Linked DNA regions of Mus musculus: region 1 is linked to region 2. The links are chromatin contacts, called in public promoter capture Hi-C maps. All regions are on one chromosome and are shown on one strand. Each heading gives the region's core, a stretch centred on a gene start, on an enhancer-like site or on the middle of the called end of the contact. The rest is flanking DNA. Distances are from core to core; before and after follow the strand shown.

Region 1 (3,600 bases), core at 137-2,636, 1.2 Mb before region 2:
GCATATTAAAGTCATAGAGAAAGGAGCGAATCTGAAAAATACTGCATGCACTCCTATTTAAACTGCCTTGAAAGCCAAATCTTTCCACAAAGAGTGACTCTGGACTTTACTTAATGCAAATGAATGTCCCCATTTACAAAAAAAAAAAAAATCTGCTTAGTAACATTAGGCTAGATTAAAAACAAGATACACCTATTGACATTTCTATTTAGTTTAGTCAATTACGACCTCTAAAGCAACTGAAGCCACATTTTTCATGAGACTACTTGGCCCCTCAGGACGCAAGAACCATTTCCACCCCCAATCCCTGTGTCCTCCTTATTTTTCCTTTACCAGGCAACCCTGTGACTCTCACGGTGGCCGACACCGTAATCCTTTCCTAATTTATACAGTTCTTAGAGGCAAAGACTGTGTCTTCCTCTTTTGGTTTGCCTTCATTAAGTCCTTCACATTACCTTCCAAGTGACCAGGAAAGCTCTCGAGTTACAGAGAAGGCAGACTATCCTAAAATGGCAACTCACCGACCACGAACTATTACTGTATGTCGCTTTGTGTGGCCTCTCTTTGTCCCCACTTTCCGGATGAGAAAACAAGCAGAGAATGTCACTAACTTGCCAGAGAACAAGCTGATAAACAGGATGGAACCGAACTCAATACTTTGAAAAATAATAAAGGTCACACTGATAGAAACTGGTGGCTCTGGGTATGTTCGCTGCAATGTTCCAGCAAACCTGTCCCAAGAAGATGCCGGCTTACAGCATCCAGGGGGACAGCATTCCAAGCCATAAGCCCCTAAAGTCACCCGCTTGTTTCTGATACCCTAACTCCACAGACCGTCCAATGCCGTTTCCTTACTTTCCCAACCCCCCCCCCCCCCAGGTGCCGAGGCTGCTCCTCTACCCACCCCGATGTTTCGGCTGATGTTGTCCATCTTGATTGCGACCTGTTGGAAGAGCGGGTAGCAGGTCTGGCAGAGGCGCACGGGCCGAGCGCTGCGCACCATACAGGCGGTCAGCTCGGCGCTGCTATTGGCGAAGTCCATCAGCAGCTCCCGGCACTCAGGCTCCAGATCCGGCAGGTCCGGAGGTAGCAGTGACAGCGGCCCTAGACCTCCGCCCTGCAGCAAAGACAGGGTCAAGTCCTGCACCTCCAACAGCTGCTGCTCCGACAGCAGGTCCGCAAAGCCTGGGTGCCGACTGCTGGTGAAGGGGAGCGCGCACAGGGCGCACCTCCACCGCAGCAGCTGCAGCAGCAGCAGCGCCGGCAGCCACCGCCACGGCCACCCGCTACTGCGCGCCAGCTCCGCGTCCCGAGCCATCCCCGGGCCGGACTGTAACAGATAGCTCGCCCGGTGCTTCCGACAGCAGCCGCTTCCGGCTTCGGCCGGCGCAGGCCCTGAGTGGAGTCACGAGGTGAGTGCGTCACGGCCCCGCCCACCTGCCTCCGGAGGCGCGCGGGTGTGAGCGCGCCCCGCTTGGAGGTCTGTAGAGCTGCTGCAACCCCAGTGCATCCCAGGCCTCCGTCTTGCACGCTCTGCACCCTGCAGTTCCCCGCCTTCCATGAGCCTGTGGAGTTTGTTCTGGTTGCTGGAACTCCAGGGAGATGACTGCCGAGTGAGCTCCCAGAAAAACCCAGTAGACTGATGGTTTGGGCAGGTGTTCATTTTCATTGGCTCTGGATTAGTAAAATTTCTTCATCTCCTCTGGAGAGTGGATAACATCCGTTGGCAGTTCTGGTTTTGGAACTTGTGGCTTCAAAAGGCTTGATTGATTGATTTTAATTCTCAACTATCTACCCCGAACAGAACTTCCTGGGGTGATGAATATAGTCCACGTCTTAGTTAATAGGGAAGCCACTACCCACATGTAGCAGCTGAACCCTTGAATTGTAGCTACTACGATGATAGAACTAATTGTCCAATGTCACTTAATTTAAATATAACTATCTGACTAGTGACACCTGTGTACGGCTCGGATCTGGGTGTAGTGTTTTAGCGCAATAGAAATCCTACCTAATACATACACTTGAGCATACCCCACTATGTTATTATTATATATTCTATATTATACGATTATTATACCATATATTACATAACATATTGTAACATAATATGTAATATTAATATATAACATGTAATATGTGACACGTAGCATTTTATGATATGTTGTAATATGTTATATTGTATATTATGTAATGTATAATATATGTTATGATAATAAATATGTATACATTATATAATATTAATACATATAGGTATTTTTCTTCTTGGAGACAAGCCTCATGTAACTCAGGCTAGTTCTCTAACACACTAAGAAACATGTTTGCGCTATACCAGAGAATGGCCTTGAAATTCTGATCTTCCTGCCTCCCTGCTGAAAGTGCCACCATGTACCCCCATTGCCAGGTGTTTGTGGTGCTGGAGACCAAACCCAGGGCCTGGTGTGTGCTAAGCAAGCAAGCATTCTGTCAACCCAGAGACATGAGAGAGAGAGAGAGAGAGAGAGAGAGAGAGAGAGAACCATAATAACAAATCAAAAGAAAGCCTATTAATAAGTCATTGCAGTAGACACTGGAATAAAGCAAGAGGCCAGGATATAATGTGCTCAAGAGTAGGATGTGAGGGGTGGGGACATCCATGTAGAGACAGAGGTATGGGGAGGAGGTACGGGATGTGGATCAGTCGGAGAGTTGGGGGGGGTAATAAAATATGGAGTGTAAAATAATTAATTAATTAATTAAAAAGAGAAAGAAAGAAAAAAAAGAATAGGATAGGAAAAAAACCATTGTAGGGCCATCCAGCAAGATGGTTCAGCAGGTGTTGTGTTCATGGTTCCAGGGGGCTAGCATCCACAGCGGCAGGGGAGGCAGCAACAGGCTGGAGCAGGATACTGAGAACTCACATCTTAAACACTGAGCACAAGCTGAGAATGAATGGGAATTGTGGGAGTCTTTACATTCTCAGAGCCCACCTCCAGTGACACTGCATCAGGGCTGTACCTCCTAAACCTTGGCAAACAGTGCCCCAACGGGGGACCAAGTGTTCAAAGGTCTGAGACTCTGGAGTTATTATCATCATGTCCTGGTCTGAATGAGAATGCCACCATAGGCTCATATCTTTCTATGTCTACTCCCTAGTAACATACTGCTTACAGAAGATTTAGGAGGCATGGCCTTGTTGGAAGAGGTGTCATTGGGAGTCGGCTTTGAGGTTTTGAAAGCCCATGCCAGGCCCAGTGTCTTTGTCTGTGTGTGTGTGTGTGTATGTATGTATGTATGTATGTATGTATGTATGTATGTATGTATATATTTGTCTGATTGTCTATCACTCCCTCTCCGTCTCCCTGCCTATGGATCAGGCTGTAAAGCTCTCTGCTACTGTGTGCTTCCTGCCATGATGCAGTGGCCTAATTCTCTAAAACTGCAAACAAGCCCCCAGTCAAACGCTTTCTTCTATATGTTGCCTTGGTCGTGGTGTCTCCTCACAGCAATAGAACAGTGAGTAAGATACCCCTGAGTCGGGTAAAGATGCTTACTATCAACCCCAAGGACACAGTAGAAGAGACTTCCCAGGTTGTCCACTGACCTCCACAGGTATGCCTA
Region 2 (3,785 bases), core at 900-3,399:
AGGCTGGCCTCGAACTTAGAAATCCGCCTGCCTCTGCCTCCGGAATGCTGGGATTAAAGGCGTGCACCACCATGCCCGGTTCTGAACAGTTTTTGAAAGAACTGACAGTCAAACATAATTTTGTATCTTTTCTTTTATTTATTTATTTATTTATTTATTTATTTATTTATTTATTATATGTAAGTACACTGTAGCTGTCCTCAGACACTCCAGAAGAGAGAGTCAGATCTTGCTATGGATGGTTATGAGCCACCATGTGGTTGCTGGGATTTGAACTCCTGACCTTCGGAAGAGCAGTCGGGTGCTCTTACCCACTGAGCCATCTCACCAGCCCTTTGTATCTTTTAATGGTTGAAAATAATCAAAAGATGAATTATATTTCATGTTATATCAAAATTATATATGTCTAACTCAGCATCTACAATAAAGTCTTTTTTAAAAAGATTTATTTATTTATTATATGTAAGTACACTGTAGCTGTCTTCAGACACTCCAGAAGAGGGAGTCAGATCTCCTTAAGGACACTCCAGAAGAGGGAGTCAGATCTCATTAAGGATGGTTGTGAGCCATCATGTGGTTGCTGGAATTTGAACTCAGGACCTTCGGAAGAGCAGTCAGTGTTTGTTGTGACTTAATCCCTGAGCCATCTCTCCAGCCCCTACAATAAAGTTTTATTAGAACACTTATATCCTGTGTCCACCGCTTTGCTTTGTTATGAAGACAAAGTATTAATAACTATGTAGCCCAGGCTGGCCATCAACTTCCTGTCTTGGCCTTTTGGGTGCCTGTGTTACCATACCTGGGCACACTGTTTTTCTCAACATAAGTCTAAGACTGTGTCCCAGAACACCTAACATATTTACTAATTGAACTTCCCAGGAAGAAAAAAAAAAGGTTGCAAACACTTTGCCTGCAGTGTGGAACAACCACAGGAAATATTAATGTCTTAAGAGAGTCAAACAAGAAAGAGAGAGAGAGAGAGAGAGAGAGAGAGAGAGAGAGAGAAGGGAGGAAGGAAGGAAGGCCACTTTAGCTGTAAGACACTGGTTCATGTCTCAAAAATACCAAAAAAAAAAAAAAAACCCAATAAAGAAACAAACACAAGCACTAAGCCTTCATCTTCCAACACACACACAAGACAGCACTTTCACTCTGGATGCTAGAGCAAGCAAGGGTGTGTGTGTGTGTGTGTGTGTGTGTGTGTGTGTGTGTGTTCTGAGGGTGAATTCTACTGCCCTTGCTCTCCAGCTGGAAAAAACAAGCACAAACAAACTAGTTGCTGGCTCAGGGCTGCGTGTATTTCACCACCGTACCCCCCAGGTTTTTTCCTGTTTCCAGGTAGCAGGCGTGCTGCGGCATGATTGACCTGGCTACATTTGTTTGTTTCCTGGTGCATAAAATATCATTCTACATGTTTACAAATTCATACTTGGATTCTTCACAGCACTTCTGGGACATCTCTTAAAAATCTGAAAAGTATCTGATTCTGCTAAAATGCAGAAACAACTACAGAAATTATAAAGGAAAGGCCCTTCCAAAATTAAAGTACTAAAAAAAATCACAAGTGTTTTTTTCTTTTCTTTTCTTTTTTTTTTTTAAACTAGAGGCGGGGAGGCTGAGGTGGTATCTGGGGCACCGGGTTACCTCAGCGATGGTCCTGAAAGCTGGAGCTTTTGAATATTTTCCCGTAATTTTGAATTTTGTAAATCCATAATCCAATAAAAAATTTCACGTGAACTAGCATTTCCATGCATAGGTGTTCCGAAATTACCATTTTCCCAATACGGATCCCCGCGAACGCTCGCTCGCGCTCCGAGTCTCTTCCAGGTCGCCCTTCCTTGCGACCAGCATTTGTTCTCTATGCCCCCATCCAGCCCTAGGACAGAACGTGGACCCCCGCCCGCCAGCGCAGGCGACACCGCGGCAGGGGGCTGAGGTGCGCACGGCGTCTGGGGCGAGGGGTTACCTCAGCGATGGTCTTTGACACCTGAAAGCTGGAGCTTTTGAAGAGCCCCACCACCTTCAGCTTCAGGGGCGGCTCGGGCGGCAACCGCACGTGACATGCTGGGGGCTTCGACTTGGGCCGGCACGGCTGCTGGGTGGCCATGGCAGGGACAGCAGAGAGCCCGGAACACAAATAGTGCGAGTCGCCAGGGCAACCGCGTGGCTCCTCCCCGAACGCCCGCAAGGGGCGGGACCTGAGTGAGTTCGTGGGCGGGGCCTCGCATCAACTTCAAGCCTGTTGCTGGTGGAAGCCGAGCCGGGAACAAGGGAGGAACCTGTAGGCCGCGGTGCGGAGAACCCACCGAAGGACCTAAGAATCTGGAACAGTCCACCCGAGATTCCTTCCAGGACTGCCGGCGGCCTCGCGCAGCCAGCCCGGGATTTGCAGCCGACCTTCTTTCCGGGTGGAAGGACGGCCTTTGTCCCAGTAACGCAGGAGTCGCCCCCCACCCCCAACCAGCTCGCGTTCCTGGGTCGGGGCAGCGCAGGACAGGGCAATAAGCCTGTGCGCGCAATCCGCCTCGCCGCCCTTGCTCCGAAGCACTCCAGCCATGAAGCTCAACTTTTCTCTACGGCTGAGAGTTTTCAATCTCAACTGCTGGTAAGTAAGTGCTCCCAGGCGTGGGCTGCAGCCTCGGAGCCACCTTCCAGTCCCCTCTCGCACATGCCTAGGAAGGAAGCAGGTCTTCTTCAGCCGAGCTAGACCCTGTCCTTCCCGAACCACCAAAGTCCACATCGCCTAAAGACCAGAGCTTGGGTGGTTGCAGCAATCACCAAAGTCCCTATCATCCAAAGCTGAGGTGATGACAGCAGTAATCGTCCCAAACCTGGCCCATGTCTTTCCTTTTAAATGATTTACTTTTATTTTATGTACATTTGGTGTTTTGCCTGTATGTATGTCTGTGTGAAGGTGCCAGATTCTCTGGAACTGGAGTTACAGACAGTTGTAAGCTGTCATGTGCTTGCTGGAAATTGAACTGCTGACCCATCTCTTCTGCCCCCTGCGTCCTCCACCCCTTTTAGGGACATCCCCTACCTGAGCAAACATAGGGCGGACCGCATGAAGCGCTTGGGAGACTTTCTGAACTTGGAAAACTTTGATCTGGCTCTCCTGGAGGAGGTGAGGTTGTAGGGCAGGCTAGGTTGGAGGAGGGCAGCAGGCGGCAGGCGGCGCAGGAAAACTGTTCTGTCTGGGATGAAATCCAAGCAAGTATCCTCACCTTCTTCCTCAGGTGTGGAGTGAGCAGGACTTCCAGTACCTAAGGCAAAGGCTATCGCTCACCTATCCAGATGCACACTACTTCAGAAGGTGAAAAGCCTGTGTTCTCAGCCTGTTCTCAGACGAGGAAGCTCTCCAACATTCTTGCTTGCACCCTCGATCTTCTTCCTCTGGGTGTGAGAAGAGCAGGCCGTCACCCTCATCTTGCAAGGGCTGCTGTCTTAGGCTTTGTTCTGGGGTTGATCTTAGCAGTAGAGCTGGGAGACCGCGGAGGGGAAGAGGGCTGGCTGGGTACTCCCCTCCTTGCTCTTCTGGTTATTAAGCAAGAGTTGGTTTTCAGCGGGATGATAGGCAGTGGCCTCTGTGTGTTCTCCAAACACCCAATCCAGGAAATCTTCCAGCATGTCTACAGTCTGAATGGTTACCCCTACATGGTAAGGATCTCTTCCCTATCCTTGCTAACACAGACTGGACGCAGCCTTCCTGGGGCCTTGGCAGGAGGGTGTCAGTACCCTGAGTTTTTGTCTTCTCTTGCCTGCAGTTCCATCATGGAGACTGGTTC

What was found. Promoter capture Hi-C pulls out the DNA fragments that hold promoters and counts their contacts.
Region 1: a contact with region 2 is called in a promoter capture Hi-C map of liver, with 3 times the contacts expected there. The contact joins the promoter of Ostm1 here to the promoter of Ppil6 in region 2. A contact is called at or near these places in 5 of 39 promoter capture datasets (the 3T3-L1 cell line, hippocampal neurons, liver and 1 more) and 1 of 9 other capture datasets (adipose tissue).

What each region holds. Positions count from the first base shown.
Region 1 is chr10:42,676,702-42,680,301 of GRCm38.p6, reverse strand. It overlaps Ostm1 (osteopetrosis associated transmembrane protein 1), which reads right to left and starts at 1,386. Exons shown (of 6, transcript NM_172416.3): 1 at 905-1,386. The coding sequence starts at 1,318.
Region 2 is chr10:41,488,803-41,492,587 of GRCm38.p6, reverse strand. Ppil6 (peptidylprolyl isomerase (cyclophilin)-like 6) reads right to left here and starts at 2,149. Exons shown (of 8, transcript NM_028430.1): 1 at 1,967-2,149. The coding sequence starts at 2,107. Smpd2 (sphingomyelin phosphodiesterase 2, neutral) reads left to right here and starts at 2,248. Exons shown (of 10, transcript NM_009213.2): 1 at 2,248-2,605; 2 at 3,028-3,124; 3 at 3,237-3,313; 4 at 3,564-3,657; 5 at 3,765-3,785. The coding sequence starts at 2,556.